4 separate regions of the Mus musculus genome follow, and all the other regions are linked to region 4. A link is a contact called in public HiCAR-type and promoter capture Hi-C data. All regions are on one chromosome and are shown on one strand. Each heading gives the region's core, a stretch centred on a gene start, on an enhancer-like site or on the middle of the called end of the contact. The rest is flanking DNA. Distances are from core to core; before and after follow the strand shown.

Region 1 (5,532 bases), core at 1,391-3,890, 2.6 Mb before region 4:
GCAGATGGTGCCGAAGATATCCAGAGGGAGAGAAAGACAAAGGGAATAAGAGAAGAAACAGAAAGTCAGAAGGAAAAGTATACACAAAAGTATAAATACAAAAAAGTATACTTTTGGGCTGGTGAGATGGCTCAGCAAGTAAGAGCACTAACTGTTCTTCCAGAGGTCCTGAGTTCAAATCCCAGCAACCACATGGTGGCTCACAACCATCTGTAATGAGATCTGATGCCCTCTTCTGGTGTGTCTGAAGACAGCTAGAGTGTACTTATGTATAATAATAAAAAAGTATACTTTTACACAAAAGTATAAATACAGCATGCATTTAAAAAAAGAAAAGAAAGAAAGAAAAGAAAACAGGAAAACTTAAAAAAAGAAAAAAATCCAGAAGTCTGCAGGGCTGTTGATAGAACTTGGGAAATCCTGCATGCTAGCCAACCTAGCCCAAGATGATTTTTTTTTTTTTTTTTTTTTTTTTTTTGAGACAGGGTTTCTCTGTATAGCCCTGGCTGTCCTGGAACTCACTTTGTAGACTAGGCTGGCCTGAAACTCAAAGATTCCCCTGCCTCTTCTGCCCTCCTGGGCGCTGGGATTAAAGGTGTGCACCACTACTGGGCTCAAGAGGACTCTTTTTTCTTTTTTCATTATTATTACTGATATTCGAAACAAAGCTTCACTATGTATTCCAGACTAACCTCGCTGTCCTCAAACTCCAAGCACTCCTCCTACCTCAGCCTCTAAAAGACTGTGCTGCCATCCTCTACTTTCTTCCTTCCTTCCTGTCTGTCTGTCTGTCTGTCTGTCTTTTTCCTACTCAGGGACTCACTATCTGGTCTTGAACTGCAATCCTGCTGCCCCAGCCTACCCACTGCTGTCTGTCTGTCTGTCTGTCTTTTTCCTACTCAGGGACTCACTATCTGGTCTTGAACTGCAATCCTGCTGCCCCAGCCTACCCACTGCTGGAAGTGCCAGCACACTGCACTTTTCTTTCTTTCTCTTTTTCTTATTTTAAGAGTATTACTTTGGCCAGGCAGTGGTGGCGCACGCCTTTAATCCCAGCACTTGGGAGGCAGAGGCAGGTGGATTTCTGAGTTCGAGGTCAGCCTGGTCTACAGAGTGAATTCCAAGACAGCCAGGACTGCACAGAGAAACCCTGTCTTAAAAAAAAAAAGAAAGAAAGAAAGAAAGAAAAGAAAAAGAGTATTACTCTGTAGTCCAGGCTGACCTCTAACTTGAAGCAGTCTTCCTGCCTCGGTTTCCCAAATGAGAGGGTTATAGCACACAAAATTATTTTTATATAGTGTTTACCATATACATGCCCATCACAGTCCTAAAGACTCATTTAATCATAAATAAAGCTCTAAAGATAAAATTATACAGCTCAAGAGATGGCTCAGCAGTTGAGAGCAATGACTGCTCTTCCAGAGGTCCTGAATTCAATTCCCAGCAACCTCATGGTGGCTTACAACCATCTATAATGGGATCCAATGCCCTCTTCTGGTGGCTCTGAATACGGCTACAATGTACTCATATACATTAAATAAATATTTAAAAAGGAAAGAAGGAAGTATACTAAGGACTTCTACTTTCCAGACTAGGAAAATGAGGCCAGAGAGGTTAACTGACGAAAGCAAGACTACACAGCTAGGCACAGCTAAGCTACAAACCCAAACTAAAGGTCTCCACAATGCAAGACCTTACCTGATGCATTTCAAAAGCCATTTCAACAAGAATTAAATCTGACCTCCATTCCTCTTCACTTCACCTCCTACCCCCTCTCACTCATTCACTCTGTCAAGGCCTCTGACGTTGGGCCTATGTCCTAAACTGGTTACCTCCTCTGGTAAGTGTGCACCAGATTCTGTGGCTTTTCTATGAGTGTTCAATGAATGGAGCTGTCTCTGATTGTCGTCAGAGATTTCTACTGCCTTCCAACCTACCTCTACCCACCTGACACTGTACATCCATACTGATTGCCTAACTCTGAACCTTGTCTCCCCATCCTCTGTCCAGAACCCCTGGCCTCTATCCTTAAACTTATGCCGCATTTCTTGACGCTAAGTTTCAAATCTATAACTCAAGAACATCACTCCAGCCCTCTCAAACCAGATCAGCCCACAGAGTGTGCAGGGTGCACAGCATCTGTGAGGCTCTCTCTGTAGTCCATAAAACCTGACCCTTGCTGGTCACCGTCAGCCCCGCCCTATCCACTCATGCTCCGCCCAGGAAGGCTTGCTTCCCTCTTCAAGGCCTACCCCCTACCCTAATCTACCAAGACTAGGTCCCTTAAATCCCGCCCTAGATCTTTTTAACCCGTACAGCGGCCTCTTCAAGCTCCACCCAAATCGATTAGCTCAGCCCCAGACCCACTTAGCCCTGCCCCGTATCCGGGCAGACCCCGCCCACCTGACCAGAAAGCCCCGCCCCACTTCCACATCCACATCCACTACGGGCCCAGCCCCCCCTGCTTCGGCCCATCAGCCTCACCGTAGGTCTCGGCCATGGCTCAGTGGCGACCGCTGAGGGCCGCAATATGGCGCCGCAGCCGCGCCTGTTCCTCGGCTGGCAGCCGCTCCACTCGGGCTGCAGCCTCAGCTCCTTTCCACTTCTGGACCCGGCGCCGCCACTTCCGCCTTCACCGCCCCCCCCCCTCCCGCGCGAGCCTCCGGAGCTGCGGATACCAGGCCACGCTCGCCCAACGCAGTGATTGGTGGATTCAGGAGGCAGTGGGCGGGATAAGCGGCGCGGATTGGTGGCATGAGAGGGGCCGAGTCAAAAGGGGCGTGACATAGAAGAGCGATTGGTGGAGCAAGTGGGAGAGGGCGGAGGCAGAGATGCTGCCCTAGCGGTGGAACGGATTTGGTCAAATATCGGGGAGCAGAGACTAGACTCCGTATTGGTTATACGTAGGCACGGGGCGGGGACAAGAATGCCAAGAAGGAGCAAGGGCAGGATGGACAGAGTTGGAAGAATGGATCTCAGGCTGCTGAGTGTAATTTCTAACCCCATAGACCGGAAAGAGGAAAGCTGAGGACACGCGCACATTTATCCCTATCTACAAGAAAAACCTCTGTTGGTCGGGCTCTGGGGTCGCGCATGCTTTCAACCCCAGTACTCAGGAAGCAGAGGCAGATGTATCGCTGAGTTCAAGGCCAACCTGGTCTACATAGTGAGTTTCAGAACAGTCAGGGCCTACATAGAGAAACCCTCAAAACAAAGACAAAACAAAAAAACTGTACGTTCTATGCGCTTCTCGGGATCTATTGGCTCATACCAATGATTCAACTCCCTTTAAAAGAGAGGAAAGCGTACATATATTGTACTGTTTACCCCCTTGCTTGGGGGTCCCAAACCTTACCTTGGAGCAAAGGGCTTGCAAAGTGAAATTCTGCCTAGTAGCCACTGACGTTACAACATTCAGGGCATTAATTGGCTATATTCAGAAACCCGTGAAACATTCTTTGCACATACCCACCCAACCCCAAAAACCAAAGAGACAAATAGTTTGCCATTGGCTGCTGTATTTGCATAGAGCCGGAAGGGTAACTGCAGGGATAGCGGTAGGCTGAGCTCACTGGCAGTAGAAATCCCATTGCTGAAAAAGAGTAGATAGAAAACCAACCAGTGATGACATTGCAATGCGCCTAGTGGTTCTAACAAAGTTATAGCTGCAAGGACTAGGTTTGATCACCCAGAAATGAACACATTAGCTTCCAGTACTGCACCCTCTGCCATTTCCCAATTAGAGATCACTCAGCACTGGGCAGGGCCTGTAAACTCAGCAGCCCTCAGGAGGCTGAAACTGGAGGCTAGTGATTTTGAGGCCAGCTTGGGTACATACCAACAACAAAAATAATTACTTCTCATAAACAGGTAAGCAAATAAAGGAACTATCATCCTACTCCCACCTCCACCCCCAAGACACTCACATCGGTCTTCATATCAATTTTGCCAGGTTTCAGAGTCAGGTCCTCCCGGACAATGCTACTGGGGAAATAGCCCAGGCGGGCTGCCAGGTCTCCATAGTAACCTCCCTGAACCTGGAGAAGAAGTTAAAAGTCCATCTGGGGAAACGGCACTTATGCTTGCTGAACGCCTGTGTACAATCTTCCCTCTTACTTGAATCTCAGCTTAAATGCCATTTGCTCATGGATAGAATGTTGCCACTACAACTAATCCTCACAATGTCATGTTTGCTGCCACTTTTGATGGCTTGCTGGTTGCCTGCCTCTACCCCTTTGTTCACTGTTGTATCCCGGGTATGAAAAAGAGCTTTGGCGCTAAGCTTCTCTGTAATTTCTAAAGAAAAAAAAAAAAAATGCAATAAGTAATAAAATGTCCTTCCTTCCCCCAAATCTCGTTTTCCCCTCCCCCCAAATCTTCCCTTCATATGGAAAACAAGGCTTTACAAACCCAAACAAACCCCACACCCTTCCCATTATCACTCTCTGAAGACTCACACTGCCTCCCCAGAAAAGGCGCCCACGGCCCTTCAACTTGGAGAAGACATACACCACTTGGCCCCTATATATAGTCAAGAAGCGGCAATCAGGGGCCACGTAGTCCTGGAGGGCCACAGCCATGGAGATAGGATCTGGGGAGGGAGAAGGAAATGACAGCAACTGCAAAACAGACTAGCAGTCCAAGCCTTCAGCCCCCTTCCCTTGTTCCCTGACTCTTACGGCTGCATTCCTCGTCCGCACACAGCTTCCAGTCAGCCAGCTTGGGCATAGCTCGATCAGCCCTGCTAGGCCCTGAAAAAACAGACAAGACGACGATGCCAAGGAGCACTGGGGACCACACCATCATGGACTGAGAATGACCAAGTGAAGAACGAGGTCTCTGGGCTCCTCCTGCCCTCCTTCCAGGCTGAATATCAAGGAAACCTGTGTTCTCGATCCTGTCTCCGCCCCAAACCAAATTTCACCCTCACCCACTCCCCAAGGTTGTTCTCCAGCCAGTACCATTTTAGAGAGAGGGTAAGGGCTATGGGCCAAAGAAAATGCCTACTCGAGCCCAAAGCAATTCAGGCAATTCCAAGTAGCGATCACCCCCTGGATAACTAGAGACGCAGATAGGCAGGCTGGACTATCTGATTCCACCTTCAAGTCGTTTTAGGTACCTGGACCCTCCAGAGACCAAGCTAGAGGAGCCAGTATAGAAAACCACCCTGGAATTTCCTGTGCTGAGGTCTGAGAACAAGGCAGTTCTTTGATTAGCAGCCACAGCCAGGGTTCCCAGGTACTGAGCAAACACTCAACGTCTGGCCTCAGGCTAGGCACTGTCCCACCTGGCTCACTGTGCACATTCACAGGCTACTTCCTCACTAGAAGCTAAGCTATTCTAGCTTATGAGCTTCAACCCACTCATCTATAAAGAAAGCAATGAAAGCAAACAACTGCTGCATGTATGTCTGAGTACTGCATGTGTGCCTGGTATTTTTAAAGGCCAGAAGAGGGTCTTGAGTCTTCTGGAACTGGAGCTACAGAGCTAGGTGCTAGGAATCAAACCTGGGTCATCTGGAAGACCCACTCG
Region 2 (5,200 bases), core at 2,531-5,030, 2.1 Mb before region 4:
AGAGCTACCTTGTTTGGAGGTTTTTAATTTGTTTCACTGTCCCCACGATTTGCCTGTTGAACTTACAAAGGCACTTCCTAGCAGAGCTCTCCAGTCCTAGAATCAGTGAAAAACAGCAAAACCTTGATTGTCCCCAGTGCCAGCTTCTTCCTTCTCCCTTCTGGGGATGGGGGGGGGGGCGGGACGCAGACAAACACTAACCTTGACAATCTCCTCCTCTTTGTCCTTTTCTCCCCTCACCTCCATCCTTCTGCTTGATGATATCTGTAAAGGGATGGAGATCCGTTTGCGGACTACTGACCAACAATGAACCCTTCTCTTTGCTTTTATCCTTGGACTCCTAATGCCACCTAGTGGCCATTATGTGCAATGGCAGGTTTCTAGATTTAAAAATGAAAAAACAGTAAAAATTTATCTCATCCATTTTAAGTGGGTCAAGTACCCGTGAGCAGATTATCTGGTGGTTCTGTTTTAAAGACATTGTCCAGATCTCCAGTCATCAGACCGCTTGACTGGTTCTAAGGGATCCCATAAGAGGGTCTCATTCCCACACCTGGAAGACAGTGCTGCTCTTGGCCAGAGGCCTCAGCTCTGCCCAGAGAAGCCTCCCCCTAGCAGCCCAGTGCTGTGTCTGATTCCCCCAGAGCAAGAGAACCTCCATAAGGAAGGAGAAAGCTGACTCATCTATTTTTAGTGTAAAACGTTTAATTGAAAAACGCTCACTGGGTGTGGTGTGCTTCACTTTCATTAAATATACAGAGAAGATTGTAGAACTCCCCCGGACAAACTGGTCAAATCTTTAAAGGTACACCCTCCACACACCTTAGAGACCAATACCATGGGACCAGAGTACCCAGGCCCACTGAGCAGGGTTCGGCTCATGTCCACCTTGCAGGTAGTTCTTTCTCTCCATGAGGTGGGGTTAGGGTAAGGAAATCCTCTAGTCCAGGCTTTTAAGATGTTTAATTTTTAGAGCGTTTTAAATTTTTCTTTGTGTCAGCCTCCACAGCAGTCCATGTGAGCACTAGCCATGTAAGCACGGGTGTGCTTGGGAGCCGAGAGTGAGCGTCAGACACCCTGGACCTGGAATTTAACGTGGTACATGGTGTGTAAGTTGCTTGGCATAGGTCTTGGGAGTTGAGCTTGGGTCCTCCTCAGGTCTGCTGGAGGATCAGCTGCTGAGCCACCTCTCCTGCCCTGGTAGTGTCATTATTAAAGAGTTGCAGGTTTGCTGTTTAAGGCAATGCTGAAGCGGATTGTCTTTTTAAAACTAAGATTATTATGCAGAAGGGTGGTGGTGTAGGCCTTCAATCCCAGCACTTGGGAGGCAGAGGCAGGTTGGTCTATGTGACTATACAGAGAAACTCTAAAAACAACCAAAGAGTTGATTAGAACGGTTATTAAATCCATGGATAGACCACAGTGTGGCAGAGGCTGTAGGAGAATCAGGCCCACTAGGCAGATGGAAGGAAGCATATTTGTTTTGTTTCTTTGATTGATTTTTTTTCAAGACAGGGTTTCTCTGTGTAGCCCTGGCTGTTGAAACTCACTCTGTAGACCAGACTGGTCTTGAACTCAGAGATCAGCCTGATGCTGCCTCCCAAGTGCAGGGATTAAGGCATGGACAACACCGTCCAGCACTGTGAGGGCCCCTTCTTATACTTATTACAGGGAGATACCCCATGGCATGTGATTGTCAGGTAACCTACAGTGTGTGCTTGTAGTTGGGTTTCTGATTCCTGGACACCAGGTGGTAAGGAGGGAGTCTGTTAACCTGGGGCCCACATGGAGAGGGTGCTAAGAGTTTCAGGGAAGAAGTCTAGGAAAACAAACTCCTGGAGGGGAGATATAAGGTGGCTTTGTCACATGGAATGAGGGACTCCACTCTGGTCTGTCGGGCCTCATGTCCTCGATTATTATAAAATGAACTATTTTTAAAATATAAATGTATTTATATCACAGTGTGAAGTAATCTGGTGGTTGCATTTCTTTTAACTTTTGTTAGTCCCCAGTAACCACACAGAGAAACAAAGCTGCACCCAGATACTGGGCAATTATTGATCTATTAATCCTAATCTGGGCAATTATTGATCTATTACATCCTAATCTGGGCAATTATTGATCTATTAATCCTAATCTGGGCAATTATTGATCTATTAATCCTAATCTGGGCAATTATTGATCTATTAATCCTAATCTGGGCAATTATTGATCTATTAATCCTAATCTGGGCAATTATTGATCTATTAATCCTAATCTGGGCAATTATTGATCTATTAATTCTAATCTGGGCAATTATTGATCTATTAATCCTAATCTGGGCAATTATTGATCTATTAATCCTAATCTGGCTACCTGCTCCATCCCACGTTGCTTGCATATTATCACAGATCTGGTTCTTTGGGATTCAGATGTTTTTTTCTCATGGCATCTTTTCAGACCCTCTCCTCCTCCTGGTGATCTGAAACTCCCTCTCTCATTCCTCCCCCTGGCTGGGAGACGTGCTGCCCTGTTTTCTCTCTGCCCAGCCTTTGGGCAATCTGCATTTATTGTCAGGGCAGAGAACAAATGGTAAGATTTTGTTTATAGAACTTGAAACACGAGAGTTTTTTTTAAAAAATCTAAGTATTACAATGTCATTTTCAGATAGAAACAAGAGGTGAGGGCAGAGAAATGACCATTTGAAAACCCCAAGGATAACCTTTCCACGGGGCACAAAACCATTCTGACCACAGTTCATCTCAAACTCAGGTGCTCCCGTGGGCTTAGTGGGATGGAGACTTCCGTGAGCTCCCGACTGCAGCAGCCGGTGCCTTTGTGGCCACAGCACTGTCTGTATAGTGGGTTTCAGATGCACGGTTTCCCCATAGATCTGGCTCTGTAGATGGCCTATTGGTCCAACCGAGGATGTGAAATCTGAGCGCTAAAGAGGGTTCTTCATCGGGTGTCCTGAGCAGACTAAGGGACAGCCACAATGCCGCTGTGTAACGGGACATGTTCAACAACTTCCTCAGCAGGACAGGCGCATACTGAAGATTTGATATGCCATCTTAGGCAAATGGGGGCTGGGAACAAGGTGTTTGAAGCTGGTGTATACTGTGGCTTCTGGTTGCTGTGAAGAAAAGTTCAGACTCCCATAAGCTGTCTTCCCGGCAAACCTGGAATTCTTCTTCTTTTTTTTTTAACTTGGAATTTTTATGATTCTGTTTACTTACCTTATGGTTCGTTGAGATCTGATATGAGATTTGGGTATGCGGGAATTGACTTGCTAAAAGGTCCTTTGTGTAACAATCACAAAAGCCCTCCTGCGAAGCTGTTAGCCGTTTAGTTCAGCTCACCAGAATGGATCCCTCTGCTTCTGGGAAGCCTAAATTCATTCTGCAGTGTCCCTCTTTCTTTGATCGTTCAGAAAAACCCAGAACACTGACAAAGTCCCACCAGAGCACAGCGAGGTGGAACCCTGCAGTGGGTCTCAGGCAAAGCGTATTCAATTACATCTCGATCCAATTTTACTTCCTAGCCTGCGTTTAAAACTTAGGCTCACCTGTCTTCTCCACAGGGGTGAAACCCAGTTACTCACAGAACCCGGAAGTACACACACACACAGAGAGAGAGAGAGAGAGAGAGAGAGAGAGAGAGAGAGAGAGAGAGAGAGAGAGAGAGAGAGAGAGAGAGAGAGAGAGAGAGAGAAGGGCACCATCCCTGGGAACTCCCACAAAGCACAGGGCGCAGCTGCCAGATGGGCTGGCCCAGGTTGCATGCTGGGATATCCCAGAACTATGAAGCATTATATTTCTTGTAGTTTGGGACAAGGGGACTACATTTCCCAGGCAGCATAGGGTCGGAAGTAGATAACTTCTGGTGTGCAGGCGGAGCTACCCCGGATGGTCAGGTGGGAATCAGAAGTCACTGGTTGGCCTCCACAGAGTAAGGCGGGAGACCGCAGGCGGGTGTGGGTGTGGCGAATGGGTGTTGATGTGTGGGCGTGTAGGAACTGTGGTGTGTGTACGTGTGTGTATGTGCGTGTGTGTCTGTCAGTGTCTAACTGTATACACACCTTGAGCTCTCTGCATAATCTGTGTCTCTTTGCTTGTCGCTGTCTGCTCCTGCTTTCTCTCAGGGACACAGGGACTAAAGCAGAGGACCAAGCTTCAGTAAGGGGAGGTCAGGTGCGGGGTCTGAAGGGAAGCTTTCCCCGAGGCTCAGACTTGAGCTTAGGGCTATAATTTAAGGACGGGGGTGTCGTCTAGGAGGGAGGGTACTTGTTGAGCTCCGTGACTGTCTCAGAGCTCTGCCGAATCTGAATATCGAGGGAAGAGAAGGAAAGTTCTCACTGAGGATGCTCTCAAATGTAGTCTGCGATCTCATGTATACTCGGGTTCCCTGCTTAGGCCATTATTCAAGAGGGAGGCTGGAGAATAATGAAAATATTATCGCTACCCATCTAAGATTCAAGAGTGAGTGCTCTTTTCGGTTTGAGAACTGAGGTTTTAGTTTTAGAATATAGAATTGTTAGGAAATGAAGCAGGAGCATGCAAATTTACAACTGCACTATTGTCCTTAGTGTCCCCTCCCGTTCCAGCTAGTATTCACATTATCATTTCAGTGACCCTTGATGTCTTCTGTCGACAATCCCATCTTTTTCCCAAGCTGTTTTCCATAGGGACCTACAGAGGTTAGCATTAGGGCTTTCAAACGCTGCTGTTCTACATCTGATTTCTATTTCCATGGCATCACAAGACAGGAAAAGAATGCAGTCGATAGATGGTCTGTTCGCTTGTGAGGATTTCGGGAGTGGGAAAGTGATAGCACTGAAGGACTTCATCTAACTTATATTTTTGTCACGAGTACACTTGCCATCTACTCTCTAAGACTTTACAAACTATTAATCCCAGTCACCATGTTTCATGACACATCTCCCAACTCTCTCGCTTATGGTATAGATCTACCTCCCACTCTCGACCCCGATGCTGCACATCCAGCCTCCGCCACTCAAACCCCAGTAACCGGCATCTTACTGTTCCTAGGAGAAAACAGCTTCAGATTCTACATGACTGAGACCATGGGGGTCTGTCTTTTGTTTAAAGATGAAGTATTTGTCTTCAAAGTTATGTATGTTGGGTTATGTGTCCATGACCACAGGTGCCTCTGGAAACCAGAGCTATAGGCTTCCCTGCAGCTTGAGTTCCAGGCACTGTAG
Region 3 (5,685 bases), core at 870-3,369, 2.2 Mb before region 4:
GATTTACTGCACTTTATAGTGTGTTTGTGTGCCGTGGTGTACATGTGAGGTCAGAGAACAATTGGAGGGTGTCTGTTCTCCTTCCACCATATTAGTCCCAAGGGATTACATTTAGGTTATTAGGCTTGGCAAACAGGTATGTACACCCGCTGAGGCACCTGTGAGCCCCTCATATGACCTGGGTAAAGTGGCATCTCTGTAATCCCAGCACTTGCCTAGGCTGGCATAGGAGGATTTTTATGAGCTCAAGGCTACATGGCTTTTTCCCAAAACGAAAACATTTCCCTCTGCTTACAGAAAAACAAACAAACGAAAAAAAAAAAAAGGTATGTGGGATCTGAGAGCTGAAGTTCAGTTCTCTGGGGATCAGGGGTTGTTCTTAACTGCTAAGCCCCCCAGCCACCCATTAATGTTGAAATAAAATACTAATAAAAAAGCCTCCAGCAAGCCGGGCGTGGTGGCGCACGCCTTTAATCCCAGCACTCTGGAGGCAGAGGCAGAGGCAGGCGGATTTCTGAGTTCGAGGCCAGCCTGGTCTACAGAGTGAGTTCCAGGACAGCCAGGGCTACATGGAGAAACCCTGTCTCGAGAAACCCTGTCTCGAAAAACCAAAAAAAAAAAAAAAAAAAAAAAAAAGCCTCCAGCTTTTGCAAGGACTTGAGTCTGGCTGGGAGCTCCCCATGGCGCTGACTACAGTGGTCAGAAGCTGTAGCTCCAGTCTGATGCTCTCCTCTCTGGCTCCTCACTTGCATCTACTCCATCCCCAATAATTAAGGGAAACCTTGAAATTTCAAGGTCTTACTATGAATCCCAATCTGGCATGGAATTCTTAGTCCTCTTGTTTCAGGGTCTGCAGAGGTGGGTTACAGCCGTGCAACCTATATACCTTTTTTTCTGTGAGCGATTTTCTGTGGTTTTAAGTCTTACATGGGCTCAAGTTACTCCATATGAGAAATTATAAGTCCCACATTTATTTAGATATATATCATGTGCAAGTGACATTAATATTTTGAAGTCACAGTTTAATAAGAACTGTTTTCGTAAGATAATCCAAGGTTATTTGTGTTTTGAAGATGTGGATTCTTGAGATGTGGATACAGAAGTCAGCCCATAGTTACAGAAGAGGATATTCTAATGTGGGGTTATGTGGCTCAAAGCTTGAGTGCAACATCTTTTTTTTTTTTTGAGACAAGGTCTAGCTGGCCTGCCCCAACATCCAGAATGATGCAGTAACAGACCTGTTGCCATACCCTGCTTTGTGCTTGATCTTAACTAACTTGTTTTGGGTCTCTATAAGTAAGCATCTAGGAGCCTGGCAGTGGCAGGCCAGGCCTTTAATCCTATTGCTCAGAAGGCAGAAGCAGGCAGATCTCTGAGTTCAAGACAGCTTGGTCTACAGGGCGAGTTTCAGGACAGCCAGGGCTATACACAGAAACCCTGTCTCGAAAAACCAAAAAAAAAAAAAAAGTCAGGCTGGTAAGATGGCTCAGCGGTTAAGAACACTAACTGCTCTTCCAGAGGTCCTGAGTTCAAGTCCCAGCAATCACATGGTGGCTCACTACCATCTATAAGGGGATCTGATGCCCTCTTCTGGCCTGCAGATCAGAGCACTCATACATTAAGTTAAAAAAAAAAAAAAAAAAAAAAAGAAAGAAAAAAAGAAAGTCTAGGACAGTGTTTCTCAGTCTACCTAATGTGACTCTTTAATACAGTTCCTCATGTGGTGATCCCCCAAACATAAAATTATTTTCGTTGTCACTTCATAACTAATTTTGCTATTCTTATGAATCATAATGTAAATATCTGAATTTTCCGATGATCTTAGGCAACCCCTGTGAGAGGTTCCCAAGTGAAGAACCGCTGGTCTAGGAACTAGGAAGGCAGGAAAGAGAAGAATAAAACAAGATCAAAGCATATGTAAATAAAGCCCTTTGATTGCCGGGAAGTAATCACTGGGCCTTCGGGGAAAGCCTACTTGTTGGTGTCCTACTGCGCATGTGTAATGCTACCCCCCCCTCCGCCCCCCCAGCTCAGAACGGGGCTCTTAAAAAAAATAAATAAATAAAAAGTTAACGTGACGGGTGCCTAAAGTACGCAGGCGCGCTGCCTTGAGCCTGCCTGCCTCCTAGTTCCTGCGCTTGCGGTCTGATGTTTTCTGAGGCCATTCCCTTGGTCTACTACGTCAGTTCCTGTTTGTGGCTGGAAAAGGCGGTATTTCCGGCCAGCGGGTGGGAGGGGGCTGTGAGTGGGGGCTGGGGGCTGGGGGGAGGGGGCGGGGGGGCCCGCGCTGCGCGAGCCGTTGGGCCTGACTCCGAGAAGGCGTCGCCGCCGCCAGCACTGCCGCCGTTGCTGCCGCCAGTTCATAAATAAGGAGCGGGAACGAGCTCAGCGTGGCGATGGGCGGGGGTAGAGCCCGGCCGGAGAGGCTGGGCGGCCGCCGGTGACAGGTGAGTACGCCAGCGCGTGTCCCCAAGCGCCCTCCCCTCCGCGATGGTCGCGTCCTGGCCCCCCGTGGGGCCTCGCTGGGCCGTACCACCCGTGCCCGCCTGGCGGGGACCACGGACCTGGAGGCTCCCCCCCTCTTCCGGAACGGAGTGGGGGCGCCTGCTGCGGGGCTGGGGGGGACAAACCCAGAGGGACGCGGGGCGGGTGCCGTGGTCCATACCACTGCGGCGGCGGGGGGAGCTCTCTCTGAGTGTGCGGGCTGGGGGCTGCCCTCGGGGACATCGGGGGAGACAGCTCCTTCTCTGTGGTGCCAGCCTGTCCAGCTTTTGAGGCGCTCACCGTGTCAAGTGCCGCTTGGGTGCTTTGGGAGCCGTTCCTATAGTGCACTTAGAGGGATGGGAGCTTCTGGAGAGGGGTCTGGGCCCAGGGTGGCCGTGTTGGGGCAGTCAGGGTAGTACCACCTAGACACGAGAGAGCAGTCTTTGTACTTAGAGGAGAACAGGGTCGGGTGGAGGGCTGTGATGTTTATCATCTTTGAGGCACAGGGTGCTGGGAGGCCCGAGTGAGTGTTAAGGGGCGTACTTTTAGGGGTGTGATACTGAGTGGGCGAGGAGCGCTTTTCTCTTCCTGTAATATGCAGGGGTGGGCGTTTACACTCAGCTCACCCTTTCTTGAACTTCTTTATGACTTTGGGGAAAACGGGATCGTTACTGGGCTGCTTTTTATCATGGGGTTGTCCACTCACCACTCCAGAACCCTCTCAGATTATTTCTCTTTAAGGTGTGTGGGACATCCTTTGGCAAGTTCTTTGCTTCCGGGGGTGGAGATGTGTTTTAGAAGTCACTGAAGTTTTCTGATCTCTAGTCTGGCTCCCTACTAGGAAAGGGAGGGGCTATCGGGCTTGGATAAGGAGAAGTGCCTCTGGACCTGCCTGTCACCTTTTGGGCGGAAGGTGTGTTTTAAGGGACAGCTCTCTAGAGCGAAGTGGGGGGGGGGCATCTTTATTCTCAGAATTTGGGGCCCCTGTTTCTCTCATTTGGAGAACTTTTGGCACCTGGTGACAGGCCTCCCCCTGCTAGAAAACCATAGGTTCAGGTCAGGCTGATTTTTAGCCTGTTTACTATTCCCTCCTCAGAGATGCAGGTGAGAGTTCAGGTACTGCCTGGTGTCGTGGATATGGATGTGAAGGGGCCCACGTTTCTCCAGCCCTGGCCACGTGGCTGCTTGTGCCTCCCTGTTACCAGCTCAATCTAGAGTCCTGTTTACGCTCCTACTAGTTGAGTGATAACAGTTGGCCTCTTGGTGAGGTTGAGTGCTGTTTTCCCAGCTGTTCGCTCTGCAGAGGCCAAGGGTACTTGGAGGGGAGTGTACTTTATCCAGCTTGGTCTGACCTAGGGAGAAAGGCTACGTAATAGTGTTTGGGACTGCTTTAGGTTCCTCACAGACCTAGTTTCTTACTGTGGTCCCTAAGCAGGGAACCCCAGAAGTGTGTGGCCAGTGTCCTTGCTCCTTAGGCTAGCTTGTGATCTTGGCTTGCCCTGTAACCTTTGTCCTAGGTCTAAATTTCCTGGAGGATTGGCTGCAGGCCCTGATTGACCTAGCTGACAAGTCTGGTGATATGGTCAAGGGAACAGACAGTAGCCATTGATCTACAGCGTTGGTGTCCGTGCTTGCCGGCCTCAGTGCGGCGTGGTTCCCAGAGAGAAGGTGCAGGCAGTGGGTGTCCTCTAGGGTTTTCTCCACCAGGGATGGGCTTCTCGACCTCTCCAAGGAGCTTTCAGAAGGTTTGCCTGATAGAGTTAACAGGCGCTATAAAAGTAATGACCGTGAAATTGATAGCTGACCTTCACTCAGAGCATTCAGTGTGCCACACACTGTGGAGGATGCCTTGCGGTCTAGAGTAGCAGACTCTGTTGTCATGCTGTCCTTTTTAGTTGAGGAAACCGAGTCACAGGGCTGCACCATTTCAAGTGATAGTGGGTAGTATGTGCTATTTAGTAGTCCTATCATGCTAGGGATATGATAGGCCTTTTGCACATGGATGGCTTCATGTAAGTTTCAAATATTATAGTTGTGTACCTATCGTTCTGTCTACTTTATAGAGACCTAACAGTGAGGTAGGAATGTTATGCCCAGGTCACAGGTAAGGCAACCAAGGCACTGAGCCATTGTGGCTTCTGTTTGCGACTAACTACTCTGTGCCCAGCTTTGGGCTTGTGGCTTTATATAGCATTTTATTTCTTTTTGTTGAAGCAAAATTAGAAATTGCAGCCTGAAGGAGAAGGTGCTTTTTTCCAGGTCTGAATCAGACCCCTTGGAAGCCAGGCTGGGATTTAGACGCAGAGGTCCCAGGCTGCAGTGCTCTCTGCCCTCTTGAGCCTGGTTCTGGGTGTCTGCATTCTTTGGATGTTCCTGTACTTGAAAGTTTCAGCATTTCAGGTTTTTCGGGAGAAACTGGGGGACAGAACTGAATAAGACCTCTTTTAGCCCTGAGTACATGTGTGCTGGGGACAGAAGACGCTAGCAGGAGAGCCATTCCGCGAGGTGGTGAGAGCAGCTATGGACCCCAGTTAGAGGCAGGGTGAGCATGAGCTCTTCGGGCTGTGTGATTGGAGTGAGAATATCTACATGCAGTAGACTCCGAAGGCGCTCAGCTCCAGCTGCTGTGAAGAGCCAGTGAGTGACTTAACCGATCGATAGAAAGCTTCTACCATGGTGCCAAGCCATGGGAGTCTCTGCGGACACTCAGAACCTGCTGTAGGACGAGGCACCCACCTTATCCATCCCCTGCTTTCGCTTCTGTTAGGTGTCTAGGAATCCAACTCTGTCCAGTCTCCATCTAGACATTCAATGTCCTGGTTCCCAGCTTCTGTAAAGAGCTATGTTGGGCTGACAAGATGGCTCAGGGGGTGAAGACATTTGCTATTATGCAGGCCTTGCAACCTGTGTTCAATCCTCAGAACCCACATAAGGGTAGAAGGTCAGAACCAGCTCCACAGTCGTCCTCTGCATGTCACAGCATGTCCCCAACTATGTACATGTACATACACAATAATACACACAGTTTTCAAAAAGGCTATAGTGCAGTACTAAGCACTGAGTTCAAATCCAGCCTTCCAGGTGCTAGCTGTGTAGCTCTGAGTGGGCACTTCAGCCTTCTTGAAGCCTTATCTGAGTTCAGGGAGGACAATGCCTTCCTTAGGTGGCAACAGGGAATCCTAGATACTGCAGCCTCTTCTA
Region 4 (5,194 bases), core at 1,250-3,749:
GCAGTTTGGGCTATGTCGAGTTAGGCGGCTACCTTCACGGCTGACAGCTTGGTTGTCTGAACACTTGATCCTATCATTTCAATCACAAACTCATAAGCTGGGTTCCTATATTTTTGGATGTATCCCCTCCCCTTTAAAATTCGTTTTCATTTTGAGATAAGTCTTGCTATTTAGCCTAGGCTGGCCTTCACCTCCCGATCCTCCGGATAGCCTCCCACGTGCTGGAATTCCAGGTGTATCCCACCACGCCCAGTTGGATTCTGTCTGGCTGATCTATTGCCTCCTTTCCTCTCTCTCTGCTCCCTGCTCTTCCTCACCCCCTACTCCTCTGTTTATGATTTAATTTTAGCTGGGCATGATGTATACACCTTTAATCCCAGAACACAGGATGCAAAGGCTGGTACATCTCTTTGAGTCTAAAGGCAGCTTGGTCTCCACACAATTCCAGGCCAGCCAGGGCCATGCAGTAAGACTCTACAGTTTCATTATGTGTGTGGTCTGTGCCTGTGAGGGCAGGTGCTATCAAAGACATGTGTGGCACCAGAGGCATCAGCCTGCCTGGAGCTGGAGTTTGGATGGCTGTCAGGCACAGGGGTGTTAGGAACCAGGAACTGGACTGGGTCCTCTGCAAAAGCATGCTCTTAATCACTGAGCTGTCTCTTCAGCACCTTCTTGTGTTTTGAAACAGGGCCTTGCTCTGTAGTTTTTTTTGTCTTGTATTTTATGTGAATCAATGTTTTGCTTACATGCATTGCCAGTTGCCCATTGAAACCAGAGGAAGTCATTGCATCTCCTGGTATTGGAGCTACAGACAATTGTGAGGCACCATGTTAGTGCTGAGAGCTGAACCTGGGTCCTCTGGAAGAGCAGTCAGTCCTTTAAGCACTGAGCCACCTTTCCAGACCCCTCAATTATTAAATGCTATAATATTTAATAATACTAATCATCATCATCCTCATCAGTGTTAGAAACCTATCAGAAGACAAGCTACCCAATAACCCAGGGTGGTGCCTAATACCTGTAATTCCAGCTGAATGGAGAAGCTGATTCAGCAGAATCACAAGTCCCAGGCCAGCCTGGGCTGTCGTTCAAATAAACAGCCCACCAATGTCAGGCTAAAGGGGCCCCCACAAACCAAATCTTGGGAAAAAAATAGGCATCAAAAAGAATTAAATTAACTATAACTCATTAAGAATCTATGCATATGTGCTGTTGAGACTAAATTAAACGGGCTAAAGGAAAGCTCTTTCTAACATAACTCTCTTAGGGTTTTATTGCCGTGAAGGGACACCATGACCAGGGCAACTTTTATAAAGGAAAACATTTAATAGGGGCTGGCTTGCAGAGGTTCAGTCCACCATCGTCCTGCGGGAAAGGTGGAGGCTTGCAGGCAGATGTGGTGTACCTTGGGCATATGTGACCTCAAAGCCCCGCCTCTACGGTGATGATACACTTCCTCCAATAAGGCCACACATAAAATCACTACTTGGCATGGGCAAGCATACAAATGCATGAATCTATGGGGCCATACCTATTCAAACCACCACAAGAACATAAGAATAACATGAAAACCCAATCGATTATTCTTTCAGAGAAGCCCATACTGCGATTTCAGGTGCCGTCATTCGGAGCCCCTCTCCTCATGCTAAAGCCTAAAACCCCAAGCCTAAAATAATAAAATAAAATAAAAAGCCGGGTGGTGGTAGCGCATGCCTTTAATCCCAGCACTTGGGAGGCAGAGGCAGGTGGATTTCTGAGTTTGAGGTCAGCCTGGTCTACAGAGTTCCAGGACAGCCAGGACTATACAGAGAAACCCTGTCTCGAAAAAACAAAAAAAAAAAACCAACAACAAAACAAAACAAACAAACAAACAAAAAACCCACAAAACAACAGCCACAACAAAAACTCAAGCCTGCTTTGTTAAAAGAAAACCACGTCCGAAGTGGTGGTGCACACCTTTAATTCCAGCACCACGGAAACAAAGGCAGGTGGATCTCAGAGTTCCAGGCTAGCCTGGTCTACACAGATTCCAGGCTAGCAAGGGCTGCATAGAGAGAGTTTGTCTCAAATAGAGATTTAAGAAGAAAGAAAAACTGGTTAAAAAAAAAAAGAAAAGAAAAAGAAAAAACTCAGGTAGAGGGCGGGGGTGTGGTGGTGTGTGCCGTTAATGTCCACATTCAGGAAGCTTACTGGAGAATCACTTCAATTTCAAAGTCAGCCTGGTGTCCACAGAGAAAACCAGGGTCATTTAGAGAGACCACAGCTTTAAAAACAAACAATAGATGCCCAAACTAGTATAAGTGGTTCAGCCAACGCTCCACGCTGGACCTCAAAGCATCTGGGGGTTAGTTTGTTCAACGCCAGAGCTACTGCTGTAGGCCTAAAGACTTGGCCATTTCTGCCCAATCCTGGATCCTGGAACCAAACTCCCTCTGTCCAGGCCTGCACAAGATGCTACCGAAGGCTCCCCGCCTCCCTGCGGCTCCCTTGTGCGCATGCGCATTGAAGCAGCGAGAAAGAGACACACACAGCCCCACCTCCAACCCCCTTCCCCTGACCAAGAGCTAGGGGCCTGGCTCGCAGCCTCCGCGGGGCTGGAAGCCCAGAACCTAGTCAAAGAAGCTAGTGGCAGTCGGACTCTCAGGCTTGAGATCTGATGTCCCAGAGCCTTCAGTACCACGGTCCCGTCCGTAGCACTTTGGTGCCGCCGCTGCAGCGCTGACCGCGCTGGCAACCCACCCTCCCGGGATACCCGTCAGCTGGGTGGTCCCCGGTCTCGTGCGGCCTACGCTCTTCTCCGGGGACCCGCTCTGAGGACCCCTGGGACTCAGGTGGCCCGTTCGTGGGTACAGCTGCCGTGCTGACGCGCTGCACCTAAACCCCGGCCTGGCTGTGGACAAGGACCGAGAGGGAAGGCGGGGGCCGCGACTTGCACGGTGGAGATACCCTGTGCAGAACCTTAGATTCCCGGCGGGCCTGGGGAGCAGAGAACCGGGGGACACCTCGGACCTAAGGCTGGGCAGCCCCGGACTGGTAACTGGTGAAGCAGAGTGGCCGAAGCAGCAAACTCGGGCACGGGTGACTGTGGGCTGCTGTAGTCTATCTCGCTTGCTGGGATCATACGGATGGGGTCAGCCTGGAGCCCTGAAGCTTGGAAGGGGATTCTGATCAATTTCAGAAAAGCGTAGGGGTGAGGCCAGAGGACGTGGTGGCATACACCTGACTTCTCGGGATTTGGGAGGTGGAGGCAGGGGGAGTAGGCGCTCAAGGTCATTCTCTACTGCCTAACGTTGGGTTGCAAGAGAGAAAAAGAAAAGAGAAGAAGAAGGAAAGAAGAGAAAAGAAAAGAAACAAGGCCTGGAGTGTCTGCCAGTCTTCAGAAGAGACCCTAGAAGCCAGCAGCTACTACTTCTGTTTAAAACAGAGATTATGTGTGAGTTTCTAGAACTTCTGTGTTCCTGTGAAATGCTTGAGTTTTTGTTTTTCGTTTTTGGTTTTTTGTTTGTTTGTTTTTGCTGTTGTTGTTGTTGTTGTTTTGAGTATGGATTTTTTTAATTTCCTTCCCTTTGAAAGACGTTTGTGAAAATGTTTTATTCAACTGTGAGTGGTGTCACTGCCACTCCACTAGGACCAAGTGTTCAAGGCCAGCCTGGGTTACATTGAGACCCTGTCTTTAAAAAAAAAAAAAAGCGAACTATTCATTGCTTTGGGTCTGAGAATTTCCCTGCATTTTCAGTGGGCAGAGACTTAATCAGGATTCCTCTTTGAGTGCGCAGCGCCTGCGGTTCTATGGTTATGTAGCACCCACGTGCTATACATTTAGATGTCCTGTTTTTCTTAGGATTCTCTAATACGGAAATATGTCTGCTAAAGTCTGATGTGTGATTGGTCAAGGACGAGCATGTATTTAAATGATTGAGGTGGTGGCTGGAGGGACCACTGAGGCATTTCCTCAAGCCCCTACACTTTTCGGGTTTTTTGTTTTGTTTTTATTTAAGATTTATTTATTTTATGTATATGAGTGTTCGATCTGCAACATCAGATCCCAGCATAGATGGCTGTGAGTCACGGTGCGACTGCTAGAAATTGAACTCAGGGCCTCTCCAGGCTACACTGGTCATTCTTGTGTGGCACTGGAGCAGCGGCGGCGGCGGCCGATGCATCTCTTGGGGGTGCCGGTGAGAAATGGCAGGGCTAGGGCTAGGGCTAGAGCACTTAGCAAGCTCCGGCTGGACTGCAGGCTTCAGAGGACTGCAAAAACAAGCCAACAAAGACCAGGAGAGCACATTCTTTCTCGTAACATTTATTTTTATGTATGTGCACCTCTTACATGTGTCCGAGGACGCCAGGATACTGCGTCCGGTCACCTGGACCTGGAGTAACAAATGTAAGGACCACGTGGGAGTTGACTGCTGAACTCAGGTTCCCTGGAACGGCAGCCAGTGCTCCTAACCACTGAGCCACCTGACCACCCACCCTACCCAAATCTGTTTTAAGCAGTCTTCTAGGTGATCCTGGTGCATACTGAGGTCTCACAGCCACATTTTGCAGCTGAGTTCCCTGTAGTTTTGAGGAGGTTTTTGGTTTCTGTATAAGTTATCTCTCACCTCTCAGTTTGTGTGTTGGAAGGCAGGTTGTGTATAAGAAGGGAGAAACGGGATAATACATTGATTTTTTTTTTTTTTTTTTTTTTTACATTTTGGAAGCTCTAGAACAGTTCTGCTCTCATGGCTGCACCCTCTCCCTCCAGCTCTAGCCTCTGTGAACGGCTTCACCAGGACATGATCCTCGAGGAAGAACAAGCCAGTTCTTGCGATTCTGGAATCATGGCTCATGTAAGTTGCTTTCTTTGTACTTGATATTTTCTGACTTTACATGTATGTTTGTATGTATGTATATACATATTAATTTGTTTATGTTTAGCATGTGCGCATGCACATAGGGGCGTATGCATGCTGTGGCATACGTGTGATGGCCCCAACTTTTGGAAATTAGTTCTCTCCTCCTTTGTGAGTCCTGGGGTTTGAACCCAGATCCTCAGCTTCCCATGTGGGTCCAAGTGATCAAGCTCATGCATGGATTTATTTGCATTTACTCGTTTTGTGTGTGTGGGGGGGGGGGGAATGCCACAAGTGTCTGTGAAGGTCAAAAGGTCAAAGGATAACTTTTGGGAGCCAATTCTCCTTCCACCATA

The links. Promoter capture Hi-C pulls out the DNA fragments that hold promoters and counts their contacts. HiCAR-type assays count read pairs that join an accessible place to other places. Capture Hi-C pulls out chosen DNA fragments and counts their contacts.
Region 1: a contact with region 4 is called in a HiCAR-type map of astrocytes, with 2.4 times the contacts expected there. The contact joins the promoter of Rab4b here to the promoter of Zfp30 in region 4. A contact is called at or near these places in 1 of 39 promoter capture datasets (cranial neural crest) and 1 of 115 datasets of contacts at active chromatin or transcription factors (astrocytes).
Region 2: a promoter capture Hi-C map of adipose tissue shows a contact between it and region 4, with 2.7 times the contacts expected there. The contact joins the promoter of Zfp607b here to the promoter of Zfp30 in region 4. A contact is called at or near these places in 4 of 39 promoter capture datasets (the C10 cell line, hippocampal neurons and liver) and 1 of 9 other capture datasets (adipose tissue).
Region 3: a promoter capture Hi-C map of hippocampal neurons shows a contact between it and region 4, with 2.2 times the contacts expected there. The contact joins the promoter of Akt2 here to the promoter of Zfp30 in region 4. A contact is called at or near these places in 3 of 39 promoter capture datasets (cranial neural crest, hippocampal neurons and liver).

What each region holds. Positions count from the first base shown.
Region 1 is chr7:27,176,243-27,181,774 of GRCm38.p6, forward strand. Rab4b (RAB4B, member RAS oncogene family) reads right to left here and starts at 2,641. Exons shown (of 8, transcript NM_029391.2): 1 at 2,485-2,641. The coding sequence starts at 2,500. It overlaps Mia (melanoma inhibitory activity), which reads right to left and starts at 4,907. Exons shown (of 4, transcript NM_019394.3): 1 at 4,680-4,907; 2 at 4,458-4,591; 3 at 3,927-4,037; 4 at 3,499-3,592. The coding sequence starts at 4,803. The coding sequence ends at 3,569.
Region 2 is chr7:27,685,560-27,690,759 of GRCm38.p6, forward strand. It overlaps Zfp607b (zinc finger protein 607B), which reads left to right and starts at 3,781. Exons shown (of 6, transcript NM_001112731.1): 1 at 3,781-3,927.
Region 3 is chr7:27,589,433-27,595,117 of GRCm38.p6, forward strand. Akt2 (thymoma viral proto-oncogene 2) reads left to right here and starts at 2,120. Exons shown (of 14, transcript NM_001110208.2): 1 at 2,120-2,447.
Region 4 is chr7:29,781,469-29,786,662 of GRCm38.p6, forward strand. Zfp30 (zinc finger protein 30) reads left to right here and starts at 2,500. Exons shown (of 5, transcript NM_001360208.1): 1 at 2,500-3,433; 2 at 4,707-4,835. The coding sequence starts at 4,728.